4 separate regions of the Mus musculus genome follow, and all the other regions are linked to region 3. Evidence: chromatin contacts called from public Micro-C and promoter capture Hi-C data. All regions are on one chromosome and are shown on one strand. Each heading gives the region's core, a stretch centred on a gene start, on an enhancer-like site or on the middle of the called end of the contact. The rest is flanking DNA. Distances are from core to core; before and after follow the strand shown.

Region 1 (6,308 bases), core at 3,680-6,179, 970 kb before region 3:
AATACGTGTCACAGATGCCGCACCTCTGCGGCCAAAAGACTAAAAGGGGGGACAGTCCCTCATATTATATATATTTATATAAAACATATGGAAATTTGTTTTTACACAGATTGGTCTTTGTTTCAAATTTACAATGGTTATCTAAAAAAAAAAAAACAAAAACAAAAAACCAAAAAAACCCACAATAATGACAACAACTCTACACGGCAAATATTGCCAACCAAGTCACACCATTAATACTGAGAGGGCAGAGCTACGTGGTGTTTTGAGTAGTAAGGTAAAGCAGAATAAATAACAGGCCAAGCCTGCCAAGGCGTCAGAGTGTGAGCCTGAACTACACCAGCCAGATGGACCCTCCACTCCCTCATCTCAGTGTGTTCCTTTCTTTTCAGAGAGTCACAGTAGAGACAGAAGAACACCCAGGGGAAAAGTCAAAATGTAACTCCAAGCAAGGTGAAAGACACTGGAGTCGAAAAAAAAATAGATGGCTGAAGGCTGGAGCAACTTCTGTGACACTGTTTCCTTTTTAAAAAGACAAACAGTGGCTCCAGGTATGTGTGCCATTCCCATAGAGATTCACCTGTGATTGCTGGAGGAGACCCCGGGTTGGGAGAGGGGAGACCATTCCTGGTCCCATCCTCCCCGGGAGTGGGGAAAAAGATGGCGGAAGGGAGATGTGTGCATTTCAAGACATTCTTTCAAAAAGTTAAAAACTAAAAGATAAATACTCAACCAAAAAAAAAAATCAAAGTATTTGATAATGATTGGTCTCACGTTCCCCTGCTTCTAAAAACTGTCCCTTGGTGTGGAAGGGGCGGAGAGACCTCTGCAGAATTCTTTCCACGTATCTGGCTTCCCCCGACATGACACAGCACCTCCGTGGCTGGTTTCAGTGGGGTTGAAAGTATTTATTTACTGACAGCTGCAGTCTGACCTGGCCCCCGGCTGCCGCTGTTTTTTTAGAAATTAGTGAGGGAGTGAGGGTAGAGACGCTGCTCCCAGTCTGTGTTGGGATTTTCTTTACAAATAATCCGTTAGGGGTGGGGCTATCCCTTTTCACTTGCTGACGGGTTATACCTCCAGAGTAAAGCAGTTTGTGGCGGTGGGCTCCTGGTCCCTGGGCCGGCCAGGCTGGGCTGGAGGGCCCCGTGGCCTCACCTCACATCACACACGGCTTGATGTCTTGGTAGGTGACCTGCTGGTGATAGTAAGATCCTCCGCCTGTTGTATGCATAGAAGAAGAGGCCATGGCATTGAAAGAGAAGACAAACTCCTTTCTGTCACACATGCTGGGCGACTGTGAGTGATACCGAGGGATGCCTGTAGGGTAGGGCGACAGCAAAAGGAGGGAGCAAAACATTAGCTTCCAGGGCATGAGTTCAGGACCCAGCCTAGAAGCCCCAATGAACTTGGTTATGTGTAAGCAGGCAACTCAGCCCTGCTCTACACATTCCTCCTAGCCCCACTTCCTAGTAAAACTGGCCTTCCTGGGGTTCCCAGCATTTGGCAGGAACTGAACTGAGAAAGGGGACTACGGAGTCCTCCGTGGTCCCTCGTGGTCCCTCGCTGTGCCTTCCTGGATTTGGACTAAATCACTAACTCCAAGTCCTGCTCGAGGTTGCTTCCTGCCGCTTGGGCCTCTCCAGTCTGGACTCCTTGCCTGGCAGAGGGCTTCTTTGATGCGGAAGGGGAAGGCCTAGGAGGCGGCCCGTCCGTCCGTCATGGCCTCATGCCCCAGAGCCTGGAACGCTGAGATTTCTGCAGTTGCCATTTCCACCCTGGTGGAGCCAGAAGCCCAATGCAGGGTCAACAGAATTCAAAGCCCACATCAAGGTTCAGGCAGCTGAAGAGTCCCCTTAAGGACAGGCATAAGGTGTGTGTATATGTGTGTGTGTGGGGTGACCCTGTGGAGAGGTGGACCAACAGCTAACCACCTCTCTCCTCTGGTCTGCCTCCCTGGGGTGGCCCTGACAGCTTATTTATGGCTATCCCTCTACCGACTTTTCCTTCCAGAACTAGGCTTGGAGGCTGAAAGCTATCTTCTTTTTCAGTGGGGGAGTCTGGGGTGGGCTCTGAGGGGCCTTGAAACCTGGATCCTGAAAGACAAAGAGCATTGGGGCTTATGACTCTGACCCCCAACTCCAGGCCTGGCCACCACACAGGACCCAGCTTAAGTCTGCACAAAATGCCCCTGGACTCACCAAACCAGGTTTCCTGAAGGGCCTGGGCTGGGCCTCTCAGTGTTTGGTCCAGGCCTCTTTGGGCCTAACTCTTGCTTTGGGCCTAACTTTTCCGTTCTTGCCTGACACAGATTCTTTGCATGGGAAGTATCAGAAAGGTGGGTTTGTTGGCCAGGGCTAGGCCGCTGGCTAGATACACAGGGCCTTTGCTAGAGGCGAAGGAACCCAGATGTTCCCTGGACTTAAGAGAGCCTGGGGTCTGAGTCTTTTTGGTGTGAATGGGGCCTACCTGGTCAGGCTAGGGGCAGCCAGAAAAGAGAAACAAGAAACGAAACTCGACCAGTCTAAACTGGGGACATCAAAACTCTCCTTAGAGAGAGAGAGCAGTTGGTACCCAAAGAATTGGGGCTAATGCTCTAGAAGCAAGATCGGTTCACAGTGGCTGTCATGGCTTGGGTCTGGGGTTGGAGCCCCCTGCACTCACCTTGCAGTTCTGCCGGCCCGTTGTGACTGTTTTGGTGAAGGTATGGCTGCTCCAGGGAGTGCGTGGAGATGCTGCCAGACAGGGGGTTGGCGGCTGGGTTGCAAGGGGACAGAGGCTGTTGCTTGATGTAGGAGGCCCCGCTGTTGAGAGCCGCGGAGGCCGCGGGCGGCCAGGCTGCTGCAGAGCTGGAGTAAACGGCGTGCGGCTCCATGACTCCGCCGGCGCCGGCCGGCAGCAGCGGTGAAGCGGGCACCGAGCTGTCGTGGTGCGGGTACTCCCCGGCCGCAGAGCCACCGCAGCCACCCATGTACGAGTGGCCGCCGTTGGAGGGCAGGTGTGGCACCGAGTGGCTGGGCAAAGCCATGCCGTCCACGTTGCCAGCCAAATGGCCATTCATCATGCCCAAGCCGCCCTCCAGCGCCAGGCTGTTGGGCGCGCACGAGAGGCCTCCGGAGCCCTGGAAGCCGTAGGTGTCGGGGAGGTGGTTGAAGCCCAGCCCGTTCACCATGCTGTACACAGGCTTGAGCGCCTGGCATTTCCTTCGGAAGCCGCGCGGCCGCCGGCGGAACGAGCCCTCCTCGAACATAAACTCGCTAGCCGGATCGATGGTCCAGTAGTGGCCCTTGCCGGGTCGCCCGAGGCCCTTGGGCAGTTTGATGAAGCACTCGTTGAGCGACAGGTTGTGGCGCACGGAGTTCTTCCAGCCCTGGTAGGCGCCGCGGAAGAAGGGGAAGCGCGCCTGAAGAAACTGGTAGATCTCGCTGAGGGTCAGGCGCTTGCTGGGCGAGCTCTGGATAGCCATGACGATGAGCGCGATGTACGAGTAGGGCGGCTTCTCCGGCCGCCGCACGCCGGCGTTGGTCTTCTTGGCCTTGGTGGGGCCCGCCGCCGCGGGGTCCATGGCCTGGCCGCCCGCGCCGCCGCCTCCTCCTGTGCCCCCGCCGTGCGGCGGCTGCTGCTTGTCGGGCGCGGACATCGGGTGGCTGCTGCCGCCGCCGCTGCCGCCGCTGCTCTGCGCTGCCGAGCCGGGAGGAGGAGGAGGAGCAGGAGGGGAGGGAGGGGAGGGGGCTGCGCGGGGCGGCTGCACCTCTGCCGTCACTGCGGCTCCCGAGCGCGCCTCCCCCGCAAGCCCGCCCTCCCCAGGCGCGCTATTCTCCTCCTCCTCCCTGCGGGAGGCCACGCGCATCAGGGGGCCCGGCACCGCCCCCCCCGCCTACTCCCCCCCCCCGCCGGTGCACGCCTTTGCGCCCCCGCAGCCTGCAGTGTCCGATCCCCCGTAGCTATTCAGTGGGCTCAAGCCCCCCAGGTCCCTCCCCACGCGTCCCCAGCCCCCCTCCACCCCCGCTCCCCGGACTGCGAAGCCTGCCCCGCCTCTGCCGACCTGGACCCGGTGTGCCGGTCCCCGCCTCCTAGGCCCGGATGACCGGGCTGGACACGCGCCCGGGACTCCGGTCTTCCCGGCGCGCTGGGCTGCGGCGGTGGCGGAGGCCTTGGGTCGTGACCAGCGCGGGCAGAGAGAGCGATTGGGTTCCCGGCCCCCGGGGCAGGACGGCGTAAGTTCCCGAGAGGGACCGCCTCCCCTCACTCCCCGCCCTGGGAAGCGCTGCGCCGGCGCCCGGCGCTCCTCGGACTCGCCCAACCGCGCTGCAGCCACTGCCCCAGCCGAGCGCGGGCGGGCGGAAAACGAAACCGCAGGCGGCTTAGCGGGCGCTTTGTCTCCAAGCGCTGCAAGCGGGACCCGGAGAGTGGCTTCAGGTCGTGCAGTGCCACGAACCGCACAGGTTCCCTAGCAGGCGGCTTCGTGCACTCATTCATGAAAGCGCGCACACGCGTGCATTAACACGCGCCCGGAGCGCACACACAACGATGCCCCCAAGCGAATCCTCTAATCACCAACTTAGACGCGCAGGCTTGCACCAGTGCGCTCCCCACTCACGTTCCCCAGGGTCCCCCGGGAAGCTGCCACTCTCAGATCTGAATTCACAGAGCAAAGTCTCCTCGGAGCCCCCTCCCCCCACGCTTAACTCTGAAATCCGCTTAGTTGGCCCCGCGGCCCCGTGTCCCCTTTTACAAGCGCAGGTTCTGATTTCCTGAGAGATGGCAAAGTCCGGGGCAGGAAGTTTACAAGGCTCAACGTAAACACGTTCCGGGGGATCCTTTAATAATAAGAGTAGAGAAGCCCGCGGGCGCGGGGGGAGTTGGCCTGATGCCCCTATGGGCTCGGCCTGCCGCCGCCGCGGGGCCTCCGACGCTGCGCGCCAGGCCGGGTTCCGGAAAGCGGGTGGCGCAGGCGGGGAGCGCGTCAGGGAGCGGCCCTGGCTGCGGGGTCGCGGCCTTGGAGAGATGATGCGGGGCGCAGGACGATTCACGATCCCAGGTGGACTTGCGCGCTCGAAACCAGGTGAGTGTGGGCCTTCCGCAGCCCAGACACGCGCGCGCGCGCGCGGGAAGCCCTAGTGGCAGGGCGGGTGACGAAGGGGACCTTTACAGGAGTTGGTGCGAGGGACCTTGGAGCTAGGCGGCTGCGCCCTGGCGCGAGTTGCAAGAAGAGATGTCTGCGGGTCTCCTTCAAAGCCCGCTGGCCTCAAGTTTCTTTGGATTCTCGGTTCCCCATCTTCTCCCCACCCCCACGCCTTCAGCTTTGGTGGTAGGCGCCTTGTCGTCTTCGAGGCGCCTGGCACATCTGTGCGAGGGTCTGGGGGCTTACTGACTTAGGTTGTTGCTCTGTAGCTGCCTCCTTTGGCAGAACCGGGTTCGCAGGAGGCGAGAGTCGCCATCCCGTTCCTTTCTCCAGGACAGACTTTAGAACTCTGTGGTCCAACTAAATTAAAAGGGAGGAAGAAGGGAGGTGGACGCTTATGTGTGGTTATGTGTTCGTGCACATAGACGCTCTAGCAAGCCGGCTTCTGCGCCACACAGTCGGCCTAGACAGCACCCCTCAGCACCATCCACAGACTGGCGTCTGCCTTCTCACGGGACTTAAGTACAGTTAAGGGGCCCCACCCTGGAAGGGCGCACCACATGTAGCCTGCACGCTGCTGGACTGTGCCTTCGCCCACACAGAGCCACAGGATCACAAGAATGGGCCTTGTAGGCCAGAGCGCACCCTTCCACCCCAGGCCACACATTCCCACACCCCCAAGTTTTCTTCTCCCCCCCTTTCTCCTTTCTTTTCCTCTCCATTATTTTCTTTTTATTTACGGTTTGTTTTTTTTTTTTTTCCTCTTACACTGGCAATTGCAGACCTGAGGACTCTGGGCTGTACCTCAGGGAGGGAAGTTCTCAGAAGGGCGCTACATAGCTGGCCTTTAGCGAGAAGTGAGCTGAGGAAGGCGCCCATTTTCCGAGCCGGCACAGGCTGTATTTTGCATGCTGCCCCAGTCCAGCCTTGCCTCTGACCTCAGATCAAGGGTGCCTCCAAATCGAGGGGACGTGAAGCTCTTTTCCAGTTAAAGGATGTGTGCCCATAGGTGACCTCCAGATCTGCCCCCCTTCCCGAACTCCCACAGACCGCTGTCAGAGGCTCTTTAGGGTATTTTGTAGAGAAATTTCCTTTTCAGGGGAGGAAACTGAAGTTTCATTTGCCCTTCAGTCTTCAGGCCTACCTCCTAAGGCTGCCTGTGAGGGGGAGGGTCAGGGGAGCC
Region 2 (5,543 bases), core at 2,222-4,721, 520 kb before region 3:
CCCAGAGGCAGCAGAGCAGCCAGCTCCTCCATGTTTCTGGGCTACCAGAGGAGCAGGCAGAGTACAGGATGGGGCTCCATGGTAACCAGGACTAAAGAGTGGGGCAGAAGGAAGGAAGAGGACTGGCCTGTGGGAGGCAGCCGTGGCCAGACTCTCAGTCTTCATCCTTTCTGGGTTGAACACACCCAGAACGTTCTCAGCCTTTTTCTATTCTGCCCCATCTACCATGACAGCCTCACCTCAGCCTCAAGGCCCTCCTGCTCTTGCTCTCCTTGGTCCTCAGAGCCTAATGCCAAGAAGGGTGGACGTACCTGGCACTGGAAGAACTTGGGTCATGTAGAACAAGACACAGGAAATTGCTCCTGAGGCTGAGAGGAACAATAATCCTTAGAGGTGAAGGGGGTGGGGTAGGAACAACTGTCCCACTGCCCATGCATCTGGAAGGGGACCTGACTTCATAACCAACCTACTCAGGACAGCACCAAGGATGCCCAGCTTGCCCTAAAACTCCAGGTGATTCTGAGATGACTTCCCCAGGTGCCACCTGATCTTCAATGTCTCTGCAGCTGTTTTCCACAGCAGGGTGAGGGGAACCCTCCTCCTCTAGGACCCAGAGTCGTTTGCAGAAGCTTCTAGAAGCTTCAATACCACCTCGCCATAAAAGCAGCCACACACCTCGGCACAGCCTGCAGCTGATGGGCTCTTGACACTAGATTTCCAGGTCTCCCTTGTGGCCAGCTGTCACCGGGTATCACTGGGCCTCTCTAGCTCAGCTGAGTCAGGCTCCGGGCTGGAGGAGGTTGAGGACATTACCACATCTGTGTCACTTACTTTTTCTTTTTCTGAGACCTTTTTCTTGTAGCCCAGGCTGACCTTGAACTTGATATATAGCCCAGGCTGACTCTCTTGCCTCCATCTCCAGAGAGCTGGGATCACAGTTTATCAGGTTCTGGTGATGGAACCCAAGGGTACATGCAAGTTCGGCAAGCACCCTACAAATGAGCCACACCCACAGCCACAGTCCTGAGCTCCCTGAGTGATTCCTGCAGGCTGTTGCTCTGGGAGCAACTGGCAAATATTCAGGGGCTCTCATGTAAGGGTATTGTAAGTGCAGAGGTAGTGTTGTGCTCCTAACATCGGGAGAGCATCAGGGGAGCAGGGAAGGACCTCACTGGGGGAGAAGGAGGGAGATAGAAGCCATGGCTCAGAGGCTCAGCCCCAAGTTCTCAGAGGCTATGGAGAAGCGCCCACCTCAGAACAACAGGTGACAGGAGCATTGCCCCGTCTCCCATATGCACCCCACACACACACCCACACCCACACCCATGATGGGTGCTCTCTTGCCAAGGACTAACTGGAGATGGTCAGTCAAGAAGCTGAACGTGTTCTGTGCTTGTGACTCCTCTAAGCCAAGGTTCCCACAATAGCCATACGTGAGAATAACTGTCTACCCCGGAGGGGTGTCACAGGCACATGGGGACATTGAGGCCCCTTGCCGTGTTGGCATTAGATCAGTACTAGTGACAAAGAACAAACCCAACTTCTGGGGCAGGCTGACATCCACCAGCACCGGCATTTGGCTAGCCCAGGTCCTTCGCCATCCAGAAGAGGAATTCAAAGACTCTGGCTGCTATCTCCTAGGGCTCCCATACCTCCTTAATCACCATGAGAGGAGACAACCTTGCCCCTTTGCTCCAGAGGGCAGAATCTGGACATAGGGCCATTGGCAGCTCAGGAAGTAGTCTGTTGGGATTCATGGGAGGAAATGATCAGTTAAAAGGCCATGTAGGGCTGGTGAGATGGCTCAGCTGAGTGCTGAGCCACACTGACTGCTCTTCCAGAGGTCCTGGGTTCAAATCCCAGCAACCACATGGTGGCTCACAACCATGAGTGAGATATGACACCCTCTTCTGGTGTCTTAAAGACAGCTGCAATGTACCTACATATAATAAATAAAATCTTTAAAAAAAAAAAAAAAAGGCCATGTCATCAGCCTTTGGAAGGTTCCAGGGAACCCCTAAGGAAAACTAGGAATTAAGGGGAGGAAAATTTTAATCAAATATGTGTACACATGTATGGGAAGCATCTGTTCTGTGTTCCAGAGAAGGGGCACGGCTGGGGGAGGTGATGTAACATGCTGTGTTGTGAAGCTGGAGACCACAGCAAACGCCCTGCTCCAGCTCCTAAACACTTCCGCCCATCCTGGTTCATGCCTGGAGACAGACATGGCAGGCAGGCACAAAGTGCTGGCCCAGGAATGCCCACTTCACACGAGGACCTGGGGGCTCAAGCCAGGGCAGGCCCCATGTTGCCTGGGGAAGGTGGGACATGGGCTATCCTACCCACTTCTGCTGGAATTCTGAAGAATATTTGATCCATCTCCTATCCCTGTGGCCTTAACAAAGCCAGGGTCTGAAATGTCACTGCATTTTTCTTTAGTGATGGTTCATAGTAGGATCGTACCTGTGTATCCACCGCAGGAATTCCACTTTCCTGCCCTGGACTCAGTTTCCCCTTATAGTCATTAGAAACATACACAGCCCGGGGGTACGGAGACCTGAGGCTGGTAGAGTGGCCACACGCTACAGACTTGCGACAAAGAATTGATCTAGGCAGGTGCGTGGGGCATTGAGGAGGGTCCCATGAGAGAACCATTAAGATACAGGGCTGGCCAGCACTCGGGAGGCAGAGGCAGGCAGATTTCTGAGTTCGAAGCCAGCCTGGTCTTCAAAGTGAGTTCCAGGACAGCCAGGGCTATACAGAGAAACTCTGTCTCGAAAAACCAAAAAAAGAAAAGAAAAGAAAAGAAAAAGAGACAGGGCTGGAAGCCACACCTGGGTATTGAAAGGGTGTGGGTGTATGGCTCAGTGGTGGATACTTGCTGGATGTATGGAGGAGGGGTACGGGGAAGCCATGACATCAAAAACATAAAAATAAAGGTGGCTAGGCATTGGCCCCAAGCTTGTAATCCTAGCACTTAGGAGATAGAGGTCAGAGGATCAGGGGTTCAAGGGCAGCCTTGTGTGGGCTACAAGAGGCCCTATCTCAAATAATACAAAAGTAATCATGATATAGGGAGTGGGGAGGCGGCAGCCCGAGGCCTCTGAGTCTTCACCCTCAGGTCCTCTGCCAGCTGTGACAGGCGGGGGCACGTGGCCAGTCAAAATGCCAGAACCCAGCAGCGGGGAAGCCCGGGAGTCACAATGCCACCTGAACCTCCCAACTGCAGCGACGAGCCGGGGGCGTTACCTCTGCGTCTCTGCACAGGAGGCGGAGCCGGGCTCCCCATTTCCTTCCACAGAACCGGGGACAGCCGGCCGATGCCCAAACTTTGCCCGGTGCCGGGAGCGCGGCTGCGGTGGGGGAGGCGGGCAGGGAGGCGCGGCGGCAGGGGTTGTGGCTGAGCCCTGGGCGGGCTGCGGGGCGGAGCGGCCCGGGCGGCGCCGCCCTCCAGGTGCCGGGCGGGGGCCGAGGCAAGCGCGGCTGCAGGCAGAGCAGGCCGGGCCATGACCCCCGCGGCCCACGGCTGCAAGCGCGTCGCCTGGTGTCCCTCACGGCCGCCAGCGTCCGCGCCCAGCGCGCCCCAGGAAGCGGTGAGTGTGCGCGCGCCGTGCGCGCCACGGCGGACGCACCGGGACCTGGGTTTTGGCGACCTGGGATAGGGACCCAGGACGAGGGACCCCAGGATCGTGGAGATCTGGGACCAAGGGGACCCCGAGGTGGGGAATCCGAGACGGTGGAGACCCGGGTTGGGGAACCCGGGAGGGTAGGGAGCATGGGGTGGGGTGGAGACGGGGGAGGGGTGGCCTGTGGAGACCCCAAGGTGGTGGGGACTCCAGAGTGATGGGGGACCCTTTGGACCCTGGCGTCCCACAACTTCCTGCAGACTTCGCTGATCAGCTCGGCCTCCTCTGGCCGCGTGTCTGACATCGGGCGGGGGCGTGTCCCGCGCGTGGCAGCCTCAGGCCCCTCTTTGCACCCGGCTGGGTTGTCAGGTTGCCGAGCAGTCGGGCAAGGTGGGGGCAGGAGGCCTCGGGAGGAACCGCTTCCCTCCACCAAGTGTTTCCAATGTATTATTGATGAGCTGCCTCGCTTAGGGGCGCCCAGTACATCAAAGCAGCTTCGCGACCGCAAAGGGCGACCCGCTCGAAGCAGGCACTTCTCTTGGCAGGGCTGGCCCTGGCAGATCTGGGGAGGGCGCTTATTAAAAAGAGGACCCGCAGCTCCCCTTGGGGACTCTGAGGGCAGGAAGGACTTCTGGCCTTTGCCAAGAGAACGGTGCAGCGCAATGTAGGAGTCGTTCCCGAGAGAGTAGAGAAATGTTAGAACACGCCCTGTTTTACAGACAAGGAAACTGAGTCCCAGACGGCTTCTCCTGTGTGGCAGATTCTGATGTCTCTCTCCAGCCTGAGACACCTCTCTGGTTGTGCTAGCAGCTGAAAGCACCTCTTGCCTATCCAGATCCCTTTCCTAGTCAGGACACAATGTAGCTTGGTCCCCTTCGTGGTCCCCCCTCCCTCAGGTCCGGGTCCTCTGCACAGGAGAAAGGCTGTATATTTATGGAAAGACTTAATCCCTCCACCAGCCCCAAGGCCGTGGAAAGCTGTGTCTAATCTGTCCCTGGAAGGCCTCAGCTGGTGGGCACACACCAGGCCGGAGTGTGCGTCCCCTAGGGAGGTGTAGGTCACTTACAAAGCAACTCGTCCTCCTGGGCTGAGGACGCGGAGATGTGAGTGCTTAGCCAGCAGTTGGCCTGTGCCAGACCTGCTCCTGAGCTGGCTGTCTTCACACTCACACAACCCTCTAACCAAAGTTGCCTCTTGTCCCCATTTTAGAGGCGGGAAACTGAGGCAGGAAGGGTGATAAGTCCAGGTGTTAGCCCTAAGGCAGCAGGAAATGGCTCTCATCTTGGGGGTTAGGAGGGGAAGCTAGGCCAGGCCTGTAAAATCATGGGAAATAAGCCCACCATAGAGACTAATAGGTGATAGCCCACTCAAGAGAAATCCACTTTGCGTGTCAATCTCCCAGGCCCCACACAGCCATGGTCTCCCGCTAATAGCCACCAAAGTCACAGAATCCTTACCCCTGTCCCTGGGCTCAATCATTCAGAAAAAGAAAACTGTTTAATTTCATTTTATGTGTATGATTGCTTTGCTGGCATGTATGTCTGCCCCCTGCACATGCCTGGTGCCCTTTAAGGGCCTTGGAGCCCATGGAGATGGAGTTACAGGTGGTTGTGAGCCACCATGGGGTGCTGGGAACAGAATCCTGGTCCTCTGGAAGAGAAATAAGTGCTCTTAACCACTGACCGATCCAGCTTCTCCTCACACCATCCCAAGTTCAAGCCTCACTGTTATAGAAAACATATGGACACTTTGTTGCGCTGTTATACTTTGTTAAGCTGCGGGCTTTATTGTTTAGCAGATGTTTTTAATGGAATGTAAGCGGCAAAGTGGAGCATAGATATCCTCAAGTGGCCCAGAGCAGGCAGCAGGCTGGTGGGAAGCCAGGGTTAGCCCTGGGTGGGGTCTTGGGTGGGGTTT
Region 3 (6,077 bases), core at 2,510-5,009:
CACCCTCAAATGTCATTTGAAGTTTATCCCCAGATATGTGAGTGTGAATTTATCTGGAAAAGGACAGTTATAGATGTGACTGATTGAGACCGCGATAGGATAAAATGGACCCCAAATGCAGCCTAACAGGTGCCCTTATAAGAGAAGACCCAGAGACAAGATGAGACCACAGAGGCAGAGGCTAGAGTGAGTCTGCTATAAGGGAAGGATGCCTGGGCTCACCAGCAACCAGCAGCAGCTGAAAGACACATGGAGTCTGAACCAAGGAAAAGGAAACTGCCCTATTCCTGCCTCAACTTTGGGCTTCTGGTATGTGAGCCTCTGAGAGAATACATTTATATTGTATTGAGATACGTGGTTTATTGAGCTTTATTATAGCTAGCTCCTCCAGGAGACTGACACAACCCATCACTTGGCTTCTCTTCCCATCCACCATGCCTGAACTCTTCTGCCCACTGGTCAGCTGCTAAGCTGCTATCTCCCATAAGAGAAGCCGATTCAGTGTCCACCTCAGTAGTGCCTCCTCCCATCCTGCCAGGCTCTGACATAAACGGTCCTACAGTAAGTATGCACTGAGCACTTCTACAAGACAACCACTGTTCCCAACGTGTTGATACAGCAGCGAACAGTGGGCAGATAATAAAAATATTCTCAAAGGAACAAGGTTATTTCTAATACAGATAAAGAATACTGCCATGTGCTGAAGAGAGTGGGCTGGGGACCAGAGGAAACAGGAAGGTTGTTTTGACTCTTAGGGACGGGCTCACTTAACATGTGACATAGGAGTGGTTACCTGAATGACAGGGAGGTGCCTACAAGGAAATCTGGAAGGAGGAACAACCAGTGCACAGGCCCTGTGGCACAGCAAACTAGGCTTGCTTAAGAGACTTCTGGGAGTGACAGGGGTAGCTGCTGACACTGGAGATTCAGGCGAGACCAGTCAGCACCCGTGTCAGCACCTGGCAGCCTAAGAGAAGACGTCTGAACTTCATCATGAGAGACCATGGCATTCTCCAAACAAGCCTTTCTAACCGCACAGTTTGTCCTTTGCTCCTTGGGATCTTACCAGTAACAGCCCTGCATGTTCTGTAATTCTGGCCATCAAGATGTTCCTGGCTTACCTGCACCTCTGTAGCAACTTACAATGAGTTCTCTGGATGGCTTCCTGTGACCTTCATTAAATGTGCTATCCAGAAAAGAACAAAGTCCCTGGAGGCACGGAGTAAAGGAAACCTTTCAGGTCGGACCTTGGCTTTGATACATGTACCCACGACTGTTTTAGCTTTTGGTCTGGCCTGAACCACTGACCTGCAGAGACAGCCATAAAGTAACCCCCTGCAGTTCTGTGGTGCTGCCCAGATTTAGAGAATGGGATAAAAAGCTTGTTCTTCCCTAACAAGAGCAGCTGTGTATGCTAAAAATAGAAAAAAAAATGCCACAAAACCTCAAACAATGCCACATCCCAAATCTAGGTGAACGCAGCAGAGCCAGCAGCAGCTCCATGGATTTCACCGTGCTTCTCTCTGGTCGGGAGATGGAAAAGAAAATCATTGGGGCAGGTCTCCCTGGACCGGCCATGCTGTCTTGCTTCACAGTTGAGGACACCTGACCTGTTTGGAAACTAAGCACTTGAGCAAAGATACTCTGCAATGCACTTCCTACTGGCTTTCTCAAAGCCTAGAAACAAATCTGCGTTGCCACAGAGGGTATAGGGAGAGGTAACAGTATAGTGATGCTGGTTGGCCAGCCCTGCTGACTGTCAGTGAGGCAAGGAGAGCAGAGAAGGAGACTCCACTCAGCCCTCCAGCCCAACAGGAAGCGTAGCTGCTCATGCCCATCTCACGTCCTCTTGGGTGATGAGCTACTATACCCAGCACTTTTAGCAACAAAGGTATTGTGGAGCTTTCTTTGCCTCCAACAGTTAAGTGGCCCTGGACAAGCGAGGCTTGGTTTCTTCATCTGTGTCACAGGAGGAATGATACTTGCCACTCCCAAATTAATGGTGGAGATGAACAAGGAGATCCTGTTGAAAGTACTCTGGAAGCTACCAAAGCAAGAGAACCGAGTGACAGGAGAAGTCATTCTCCTATTGTCATCCTGAAGTGGGGTGTCATTCAGCTTTCCATTCCTCTCTTTAGACGTGGTCTTGTTATACCGCCCAGGGTGACCTTGAACCCATGACACTCTTTTCTCCGCTTCTGGAGTACTAATAGTAAGTACAAGTCTATACCATTGCATCTGGCTTTTGAAATTTCATTTTTTAGTTGTTTTTATTGTTTAACTTTTTTGTATGCGTGTGACTAGGGGCTTGAGGAGGCGAGAAAAGAGCATCAGATTCTGTGAGGCTAGGGTTACAGGTGGCTGGGAGCCCCCTGAGGTGGGTGCTGGGAACTGAACTCTGGAGCTCTCAAAGATCAGAATATGCTCTCAAGGGCTGGCTGAACCGTCTCTTCAGCCCCTTGACGTTTCCTTTTAACTCGATGACTTTCCGCTTGTGAAAGGAAGACGAAGAAGGGAGAAAAGGAAAGAAAGCCGGGGTATTCACATGACTTGCCCACTCAATAGCTCTCTAGGGGCGCAGGGGGTTGGGAGGCTGTCCTCAGAGAAGCTCCCTCAGCGCCATTTGGGGTTATTCTAAAACCACTTACCTTGGAAGAAACAAACATTGCCATGAAGATAGAATGCATTTAGCATCTGCGGAGATAACTCACTTCAATTTCTTTAAGATTTGTGATGCGCGTATACTTGTGACATTCTCAAGAGATAGGAGTCCACTCCACATGAGCTGACACAGACCATCCAAAAGACAACCATCCCAAGAAACTTCTGGATTGCAACAGAGACTGAGCTAGCTCATCATCACCAACCAGAAATCACCAGTGTTTGAGGGGAAAAGAAAATCCCAGGTGTCAACTTTTTCCACGGAGCCCGTCAAAACAGCTTATCTGCCATCTTGGTCCTCAAAGGCCTAAACATCCCTACTTCTGACCACAGTGTGGAAAAGAGGGAAGGGATGCGGCTCACTAATGCCCGAGCCTCTTTGCCCTGTCTTGGGGTTCATGCTGTGTCGCTGTCCTGCTTTCAGGATTTGGGAGGGAGGCAGATCGAAGGGAATGAATCAGAACCTCAGCATCGGGTTACAGGCTGGATCCCAGCTGGGGCGAGGGTAGCCCGGCCTGCCAGCTGCCAGCTCACCTCTACCTCTGACTCACCACCGGGACAGCTCCACGTCGGGGGCCCAGCCCGTGCCAGCGCACCTGCGCCGGCAGAGCCGCGCTCCCGCTCACTCCGTAGGTCGCACCCGTGTGCGGCACTGGACTGGACCGCCGAGCCTGCTTCCTCCTCCCCTTGTCACCTTCCCACGTCTCATCAACCCTGCAACTCCGGGCGAGCGCAGACCCGTGCATGACTGGGTCCGAGTCTTCCCAAATCCTAGAAGCGGCCTCGGGGTCCGAGCCTTCCCAGCCCGCTCCGGCGCGGTCGTGGCCTCTGAGCAGCTCGCGGCCCTCCACTGAGACCAGCAGAATGACAGCCCTGCCCGCCGCACCGGCCGTCCAGCCGACCCGCCCACGCCGCCAGCGACCCCTCCTCACCGGTCCCGGCGCAGCCACGCCGCACAGCCCCTCGCGAGCGCAGCACCGCAGCCCGAGGCCCTCTCGCCGCGGCGGCCCGCGGGACCGGGCAGGGGGGCGGGCAGGACGCCGTCGGGTCTGCAGCTGCCGCGGATGCACCGCGCGACCAGCCGTGCCGGGTCCTTCTGAGGCGCGGCGGAGCGGGCTGTCAGTCAGCGGGAGCGCCCCGCCCCTTTAGGTGCACGTGACGCGCGAGCAGTCGGGCCCTTTGGATGTGTCGCGGAGAGAGTTGTCAGTCAACAGGGGGCGCCACGCCCAGTCCCACCCTCCTCCCCCGCGTGACGTACGAGTTCTCTGGAGCAAGCCGGGAGCCACGCCTCCAGAGCACCACGTGACTCGCGAGCTGTCACTTTTGCTGGGAGCGCCGGGCCTCGCTCAGCTCCTGTACGCAGGCGCGGGAGCGCCCCTTAGTCCCTGCGCCTCCCGACAGCCGCGCGGGTTCGCTCAGGAACAGAGTTCCAGCAGAGGATGACTAGGTCGCGGCGTTTTTGCGCGCAAAAGTGGTTTGGGAGAGGAAGGTGACCCTCGAGGCTGGTCTGGCCTGGGGTAGCAGAGTCCCAGCGTAGGTCCCGTGGACCCACACGCCTTTGAAGGCGCGAGTGGCCAGCTGAGTCCCGTTTGTCTTCCGAAAGGCGTGTCTTTAAGAGGCCAGTAGATTTGGCTCTTTTCATAAATAGGAGTAAGCACAACGTCCAGCCATTCAGCTTCTCCCACATCTCTTCAATAAAGAAATAACAAAGAGGCTGGGGGGTGGAGCTCAGGGGCGGGTCACTGCCTCTGAGTGGTCAAGGTCCTGACTCCCATGCCCAGCACCAGGGAGGAAAAGGAAAACTAAAGAAAACCAAGGCCGAACTTCTGGGATTTTTCTGAAGTCCTGAGGGTTAGGCAGGGGGCTGGAGTTCTGCCAATCAGGAAGATGATATAGATGGTGGTAACCGAGCACCTGCCCTTTGCTGACAACAGATGGGAAGATCTGTCCAACTAAGGCTTCTTGGGAAAGTTTAAGAGAGCCTTAGGAAAGGCTGGGAGCTAAAGTTCTTGGAAAGTTTAGGGACACGTGGCCACCCCAGGAGAAGGTCTCACACCTAGACGTCTGCGTGTGAGAACTTGGTGCCAGCTCTGGAGGGAAAGGGTGGGTGCTAGCCCTCATCCTTGTGTGGACACTAAGGACAGCTGCTCTGAACAGAGTCCAACAGACTATAGATAAGGCTCAGAAAAGTTGTAGAATGTGAGGGGACAGTGCCGGGGCTAAAGGAACCCTCCCCTGTTTCAGAGAAGGAAGATGGCACTAGGTACCAAGTTCTGTAACCCTGACCTCACCTAGACAGCTGTTGGGGAGCACTGAAGACAAATGTAGTCACTAAGGGATCCCATTCCATATTGAGGAACTCTACTTCTCCTCATGAGATTTAGTGGCATTTGCCCTGCCTTCTAATAGGCCTCTGACCTCCTCAGGAAGTTGGACAGAGGCAGATGACATGACATTTAAAAACGAGGAAGAACCTTCTGCAAGCCACAGACAAGTGAACTTGGTGTCAACCTAGGAAGTACTCAGGGTGGATGACTCAGATCATATCGGTGGCCCCTCTGAAAATGAAGCGCTGAGACACGAGACACAAGGAGCTAGATAATGAGGAGGCTGGGCTGTGTCTTGGTAGCTATGTTCTCCGGTGGTCAAGATGTTCCTCTGCAGGTAAACATCCTTGAATGTGCAGATAGGTTGTCCATTTTGTCAGAGACTAAGGTACCATAGGGCTTTCCCAGTTGCCACATGTGGGCATTAACAAAGATCTGCATCTTCAGAAGACCCCCACTTTATCATGCTATCATTTATATTGTGGTGGTGTGCCTCTCTGTGGGCTCTTCAAGAGGATCATGGGTATATCCTAAAAGGGAGATTTGGCCAATCATGATTTGGGAATGGAAAAGAGACATCATACCTTATAATCATAAAATCGGCCCGGCAGAGGTGGTGCACGCCTTTGATCTCTGCTCTTGGGAGGCAGGGGCAGGTGGATCTCTGTGAGTTTGAGTCAAGTTTGAGGACAGCCAATACTAAACAAGGAAACCCTGTCTTGAAAAACCAAAACCAGGGGGCTGGAGAGATGGCTCAGTGGTTAAGAGCACTGACTGCTCTTCCGAAGGTCCTGAGTTCAAATCCCAGCAACCACGTGGTGGCTCACAACCACCTATAACAAGATCCGGCACCCTCTTCTGGAGTGTCTGAAGACAGCTACAGTGTACTTTCATATAATAAATAAATAAATAAATAAATCTTTGAAAAGAAAAGTGTCTGAAGACAGCTACAGTGTACTTTCATATAATAAATAAATAAATAAATCTTTGAAAAGAAAAACCAAAACCAAATAAAAATAAGTAAATACACGGCTACACAGAGAAATCCTGTCTTGTAAAACAAAACAAAACAAAAAAAAAACAAAAAAA
Region 4 (6,228 bases), core at 1,651-4,150, 550 kb before region 3:
GGCAAGAACTGGCATCGTCCCCACCTGAAGCATGAGATACGTAGAAAGACGCCGACTGCTGAGGGCCACGTTGCACATGAAGACAAGTCCCAAGCAACCATCCCTGCTCCTGGGCCTAAGGGCTGTGGGTAAGGGGAGCTGGCAGGGTTACTTCCAAGTAGACCGGGTTGCAGAAACCTTCCCTACCTACCCAGGCATATGCCAGGCCTCAGTCACCCTTCTTGCCCTTAGTAAACCTCAACCTTTGGGGAAAATTTACAGAATAATAATAAAAGGGGGAAAAGCAAAGACTGCAATCACAAGATCACTTCTGTTCCCACCCCAGGCAAGCGCTGCCCGGGTTGTCAGATGTTAAGGCTCAGATCTCTTCTCAGTCACCTCACACCATGAATACCTCAACTGACAGCAGTGCCCCAGCAGGCTCCCAAAGCGCTCTAATACTGTGGGCACAGATGTCCACAGAGGACAACAAGGAGACTGCAGCTCCTTGTCCACTGGCCAGACTGCCAAAAAATGACAGCCAAGTCAGACAAAAACTGGTCTTGTCACAGATATCTGTGCTTGGAGATGGAGCATGTCTTTTCCGTGTTGGATAATAAAAGAGGGACTTCCCTTACCCAACACCCTTCTGTCTCAGCCTGCACCTATGGTGCCCCGGGGAGAGCAACAGGACACAGCACTCTCACTGCTGCAGAGCCTTAGGACACCAGCAGCTGGCCCATGGCTGAGGTGAAATCCACACAGCTCAGACTCAAGCCCAGCAGCCTCCCTTCGCTTCATGCTTCTGGGATGGCAACAGAAGCGGGCTTTATGCGTTTACAGAGGCTTGTGGCAGGAAAAGATTAAAGACAGACATGGCGCCAGACAGAGGGACAGAACTTTACAGGTGTGGTGTCCTGCCTTTAACCACAGCATTCACGAGGCACAGTCTGGAACCCTGTGGGTCCAAAGCCAGTCAGAGCTACACAGTGAGACTGAGAGGAAGGAGGGAAGGAAGAAGGGAGAGAGAAAAAAATGTAAGAAGAAAATAAAGCAAGCAAAGACCCAGACTAATAGGATTTATCCATGCTCCTTCAAGCAGGCAAACGCCCTGTTCAAATTCTCATCTCTCCCTAAAATCCCGGTAAGGCCAAGCTACCAGGCATCTTTGTTAAAAAAATCCCAGCACAGGACCTGAGACATAGGGGCAAAAAGACATTTAGTTTGCCTGTTTGAAAGTAAAAGTCGGGGGCTGGTGAGATGGCTCAGCAGGTAAGAGCACTGGCTGCTCTTCCAGAGGTCCTGAGTTCAAATCCCAGCAACCACCCGTAATGAGATCTGATGCCCTCTTCTGGTGTGTCTGAAGACAACTACAGTGTACTTATGTATAATAATAAATAAATCTTTGGACCAGAATGAGCGGGGTCTACCAGAGCGAGCAGGGTTGACCAGAGCGAGCAGAGGTCCTAAATTCAATTCCCAACAACCAGATGAAAGCTCACACCCATCTGTACAGCTACTGTGTGTACTCATATACATAAAATAAATAAGTAAATCTTTAAAAAAAAAAAAAAAAGAAAAAGAAAGTAAAAGTCCTGAGCCGGGCATGGCGGTGCACATCTTTAATCCCAGAACATGGGAGTCAGAGGCAGGTTAAGTCTCTGCGCTCCAAGGCAGCCAGAGCCATGCAGAGAAACCCTGTCATGAAAAACCAAAGGGAGGAGAAAGAAAAGGGCAGGGAAGGGAGTGAAAGTCCTGCTCACCATGTGCTCGAAGGCACACCGAAGTAGAAATGGCTCTCTTGCCAATCAGGCTCAGCGCTCTGGAAGCCAACATTCTGAAAGACAAAAAAAAACCCTTATACCTCTTAACAATGACAGCAAACACCTTTTAGCCAAAGTCTTTTTGCGGCAAAACATTAAGGAAGTAAATGCAACTTATCCCCCGAAATGTTAAATGTTTTTTTTTTTTTTTTTTGGTAATGATTTCATCAACTTTTTAAGGCACGGACTGGCCTGAAAGCTTCCACTATTACCTTCCTCTACCTCGTAAGAGCCGGCATTACAGGCCAGAGGCATGCCCCCAGGATCCGGTTTTTATTACTGATGCGAAGGCACAGGGTGAACTTCCTTACATCAAGCCAAGGGCTGTAATATACATGGCTTTGGCCAATGACTATAAATCCGGCTTCTTAAAAAATTAACTAGAAAGACAAAAATGACTGAAACTGCTAGAACTAGATATATAGATAGATAGATAGATAGATAGATAGATAGCACGGTAGCACACCTCCTGCGACTGAGTTTTATTTTAAAAATTGACTTGTACAGAGACTGCGAAGGGCAAGCGGGAGGAGGCCGCCCAGGCTCAGGCCCTGGCCCGCTTCCCGTTCCTGCGTCCCGCAGGCGACCTGGATGACCCTGTCACCCGCCCCAGCGACCCGAGCCCCACGCCTCACTGTAGCACAACCCCTGAGATTCGATCCCCGAGAAAGAACGTCCGAGCCCGGGAAAAAAAAAATCAACGCCCGGGGCGGCAGAAACCGTAGCGTGACGTCAGGGCTCAGGTCGCTGTCCCTCGGGCCTGGCACAGCGGGAACGCCCGGTGCCCGGCAGGCCGGAGCGGGGACCCGAGACAACAGACCCGCTCGGGGAAGCGGGCGCCCCAAGGTCACCGAGCCGCTCAAGTCCCGGGTCCGGGGGCGTCTCGGAGGCACCGCTCCCGGCCCCGGCGCTCCAGGTCCTCGGGCCCCCGACCGTGCCACCCTCACCCGCCGTCCAAGGCCGTCACCTGCCACCGCTGCCCAGGCGACCGCCGCGACCGCCCTCTACACCCTGGGGTGCTCGCGACCGGAAGAACGGGGCCCGCAACCGGAAGACCAAGACGGAGCCGCGAAGCATCGCGGGAATCAGGGAAGCCCCGCCCCAAGCCCGTCCGTTTCAGAGCGCGGGGCGGGGCGGGGCGGGGCGGCGCGGCTCGGGGCAGGGCGGGGCAGGACGAGGCGGGGCGGGGCGGTAACTGTCGCGAAAGGCCGAGCGGGTAGCAGCTGCTTTCCGGCAGACGTTTTCCGGCCGACCGGCTGAGGCGGGAGGCCGCGGCCGGAGGTGCGAGAGCGTCACGGCGTGCAGCGGAGGGTCGTGGCGGAGGACCGCGGTGCGTGGGTCGCGATGCCCGGCGTGAAGCTGACTACGCAGGCCTACTGCAAGATGGTGCTCCACGGCGCCAAGTACCCGCACTGCGCCGTCAACGGGCTCCTGGTGGCCGAGAGGCAGAGGCCGCGCAAGGAGCATCCTCCCGGAGCGGGCAGCCACACGCTCTTCGTGGACTGCATCCCGCTCTTCCACGGCACGCTGGCTCTGACGCCCATGCTGGAGGTGGCGCTCACCCTGGTAAGCTCGCGGTCGAGGCCGCGGCGCGGGGTTCCGGGCCGGGCGGAGTCGGGCGCCCTTCGCGGGACGCTGCGGCTGCTCCCGGGGAGCTCTCGAGGTTTTGTAAGATGACCGAGAAACTCGAATGTGTGGTGGACGTCCTTAAAACCAGCACTCGAGATGGGGAGGCAAGAGTTCGAGGCCAGCCTGGTCTACATTAGTGAGATCTGGGATAGGTAACGTTTAAAGTTTAAACTTAATGTGTTTGTGAGGCCACAAAGAAAAAAATGCCTATAGCATGTAAATCTCTAGTTTTACAGAGGTTTTTTTGTTTGTTTGTTTGTTTTTGTATTTTGTGGGTCCACTTGCCGATTTTTTTGCCCCAGACTTGCTGTTTTAGCAAGATTATAGGTTATAATACGGACTGCTGTTTCTGCGCTTGTAATCAAACTCGGTTTCTCTGCTTAAGAGACATTTGCAAGACCCGGAATTCTAACTCTGCGGTTTGCCTTTATAAAGCCCTGGACTGATATGGTCAGGCGCTGCTTACTACATCTTGGAAGCGCTCTCAGGTGCAGTCCTGACGCACCTGAGAAACAGATCAGACCCGTAACCACCCAGTCTCCCCACAGCCTCATTTACATCTCAGAATGAGCTCTGAAGTTAAAAATCTGAGCTGGCCTAGGAGGGAATGCTAATCCTGTCTCCCCCTCTCCCACCAAAATGACTGCATTGAATCGGAGACTTGCTTTGAATGTAGCCCCCCATGCTAGCCTGGCACTCCCAGCACTTCCTGCTCTAGATTCCTGAGAACTGGGATTACCGACGCGACTCGCATTCCTTGATTTCTGTTTCTTTTGTTTTCTGGGGGAGAGGGTTAGGGTTTCACTCTTGTGGCCTTGCCGAGTTTGGGACTCTTCTGTAGACCAGGCTGGCGTCCTACACACAGACCAGCCTGCCTCCATCTCCTGAGGCTAGGTCTAAAGGTGTGCACTACCACCACACCTTGCTCATCCATTATTTAATTTACATTAAAACACCAGAGGTAATTTCCAGCAAACTACAAGAGCCTACAGGCAAATCGGCACGTTTACTGGGCACATTTTGAATGTTTTTTAGATTCTTTCTGAGCAGGAGGAAGGTTTGCAGATGATACTTCGTTCCAGAAGAGAAGCGTGCTTTTAGTGCCTAAAGTGTCTCTTGAGAGTTCCTGTGGGTGATTCTGGCCACCGTCTAAGTTGTTCTGTTAGCAAGGGAGTTGCACCTGGCTGGGCCCTGCCTTCCACAGTAGGGCAGGCTTCTCAGGTTCTCTCCTGACTTGGTGGGGTGGATTGAACCCAGGGCTCAGTTAGACTTGGATTTGTAGAGGTCTGGCAAGCTCTGTGCTGAAGAGCTCCTAGCACCAGCTGATGGAGGAGCTGGAGAGATGGCTCAGTGGTTGGAGCACTGGTTGCTCTCCTAGAGGAACAGTCCTAACTAGGTCAGACACCTATAACCACCACTAACTCTGTCTCCAGACTCCCTCTTACGGCTTCTTGTGTGTACTGCACTCATGCCCATACTTATAGACCTGAACTTAAAACTAAAACAAGGGCCAAGGCAAAGTGGCCTTAAAGTTCAAGGCCATCCTGTTCCACACAGCTAGTTCCAGGACAGCCAGTGCTAATGACACCCTGTCTTGAAAAAAAAACAAAAAAAAAAACAAAAAAACCCACAAGGTAGTTTTTGTGTTTGGTTGGTTGGTTGGTTTTTCCCCTCCTTAAGAAAATTAGCTGGTCAAAGTTGGAGGGTTAGGATGGTCAGGGCATTCAAGTGTCAGGCCAGCCCAGCATCCCAGGCCATGTGACCTGCCTCAGGGCCTCCACATCTGAGACGGTCTGGCAGTTGACTGTCTTGGACTTTGTGCACCAGATGCTGTGACCACTCTCTTCCAATGCTGCCCTCCACTGTGTCCCTTTAACAGTGTGGAAACACTGAGTCCCCAGTGCTCAGTTTAACAGTTCTCAGGCCTGAGCTCCATTGTGATGAATTCCGATGCCTGTGGAGTGTCTCCCTCAGGCTCTTGTTGAACTTGTCCCTTCATCACCTGCCAGTCTCAGATGAGCTGCCTCCTGCAGCAGGTTGCAGGCTCCCCTTGAAGGACTGGGGTCTGACAGCATCTCTCTGGACAGTGCATCTGTCCCAGGATGTGACCCTGTGCCCATGGGAGCAGCAAAGTCCCTTAGAGCAGTATGCCTGCTGCTCCCTCCCTCCACCCCTCTGCTCATACTTCCTTGTCCTCCAGTCTGTCTCTTCCCAAACACACATAGTTCCCGGTACTACTGTTCCTCCTATACATGCCCCCTGCCCTGAATATTTTCCTCCACTTCCCCTGGGCTGTCTAACCAGCCTCCCCGGTGCCTGAGTTTTCTTCAATTTGTGTTATTTACTTTGCAACCTTGTATGCTGAAGGCCAGGAGGTCTCTGGGCTTAGAGCCTGCAGCTGTCAAAATGCAGGCTGTCGAAGTTTTAACAGCAACAGGCAGAACCCATGCAGTTACTTCAGTGAGGCCCCATCCTGGTGGCTCCCACTGCCAAGGAGCTCACACTGGAATGATTGCTGAACGTGGTAAAGACGAGCCAGCCACTTCTTAACATGTGCTCTGCCAAAGGACAGCATGAGACTCCTTTGAAGGGATTTCTATTATCATTTTCCATTAGACAAAAATCCTTGCATTTCCGGGTGCTTTTCATCTGTTTAAGTACTTACGCCTATTATTTATCCTCAAGCCCTTTGACGTAGGCAGTGAAGGAATTACTCTTAATAGCAAAAAACCATAAAAGGGTTGGTAGGGAAATTAGCGTAACCCTATTTCTCTAAGCCCTTTGTCTTTCCCCTGCC

The links. Promoter capture Hi-C pulls out the DNA fragments that hold promoters and counts their contacts. Hi-C and Micro-C count contacts between places; a contact is called where the count stands out from the background.
Region 1: a contact with region 3 is called in a Micro-C map of embryonic stem cells, with 4 times the contacts expected there. The contact joins the promoter of Fendrr here to the promoter of 6430548M08Rik in region 3. A contact is called at or near these places in 1 of 39 promoter capture datasets (stem cell-derived epiblast-like cells), 1 of 484 Hi-C or Micro-C datasets (embryonic stem cells) and 1 of 9 other capture datasets (embryonic stem cells).
Region 2: a promoter capture Hi-C map of hippocampal neurons shows a contact between it and region 3, with 4 times the contacts expected there. The contact joins the promoter of 1190005I06Rik here to the promoter of 6430548M08Rik in region 3. A contact is called at or near these places in 6 of 39 promoter capture datasets (the 3T3-L1 cell line, the C10 cell line, cranial neural crest and 3 more) and 2 of 484 Hi-C or Micro-C datasets (embryonic stem cells and rod photoreceptor).
Region 4: a Micro-C map of embryonic stem cells shows a contact between it and region 3, with 3 times the contacts expected there. The contact joins the promoter of Cox4i1 here to the promoter of 6430548M08Rik in region 3. A contact is called at or near these places in 6 of 39 promoter capture datasets (the 3T3-L1 cell line, the C10 cell line, the HPC-7 cell line and 3 more), 5 of 484 Hi-C or Micro-C datasets (B cells, CD4 T cells, embryonic stem cells and 1 more) and 6 of 115 datasets of contacts at active chromatin or transcription factors (the SCID.adh cell line, astrocytes, embryonic basal ganglia and 3 more).

What each region holds. Positions count from the first base shown.
Region 1 is chr8:121,081,731-121,088,038 of GRCm38.p6, reverse strand. It overlaps Fendrr (Foxf1 adjacent non-coding developmental regulatory RNA), which reads left to right and starts at 4,929. Exons shown (of 6, transcript NR_045471.2): 1 at 4,929-5,065. Foxf1 (forkhead box F1) reads right to left here and starts at 3,653. Exons shown (of 2, transcript NM_010426.2): 1 at 2,665-3,653; 2 at 1-1,320. The coding sequence starts at 3,640. The coding sequence ends at 1,160.
Region 2 is chr8:120,632,318-120,637,860 of GRCm38.p6, reverse strand. It overlaps 1190005I06Rik (RIKEN cDNA 1190005I06 gene), which reads left to right and starts at 3,471. Exons shown (of 4, transcript NM_197988.3): 1 at 3,471-3,593. The coding sequence starts at 3,507. All of the region lies in intron 1 of Gm27021 (predicted gene, 27021), which reads left to right. It overlaps Gm33075 (predicted gene, 33075), which reads right to left. Exons shown (of 2, transcript NR_168723.1): 2 at 5,390-5,543.
Region 3 is chr8:120,111,834-120,117,910 of GRCm38.p6, reverse strand. 6430548M08Rik (RIKEN cDNA 6430548M08 gene) reads right to left here and starts at 3,759. Exons shown (of 13, transcript NM_172286.4): 1 at 3,594-3,759.
Region 4 is chr8:120,664,897-120,671,124 of GRCm38.p6, reverse strand. Cox4i1 (cytochrome c oxidase subunit 4I1) reads right to left here and starts at 2,900. Exons shown (of 5, transcript NM_009941.3): 1 at 2,770-2,900; 2 at 1,743-1,816. The coding sequence starts at 2,879. Gm27021 (predicted gene, 27021) reads left to right here and starts at 2,983. Exons shown (of 4, transcript NM_001308449.1): 1 at 2,983-3,368. The coding sequence starts at 3,147. Emc8 (ER membrane protein complex subunit 8) reads left to right here and starts at 3,038. Exons shown (of 5, transcript NM_010926.6): 1 at 3,038-3,368. The coding sequence starts at 3,147.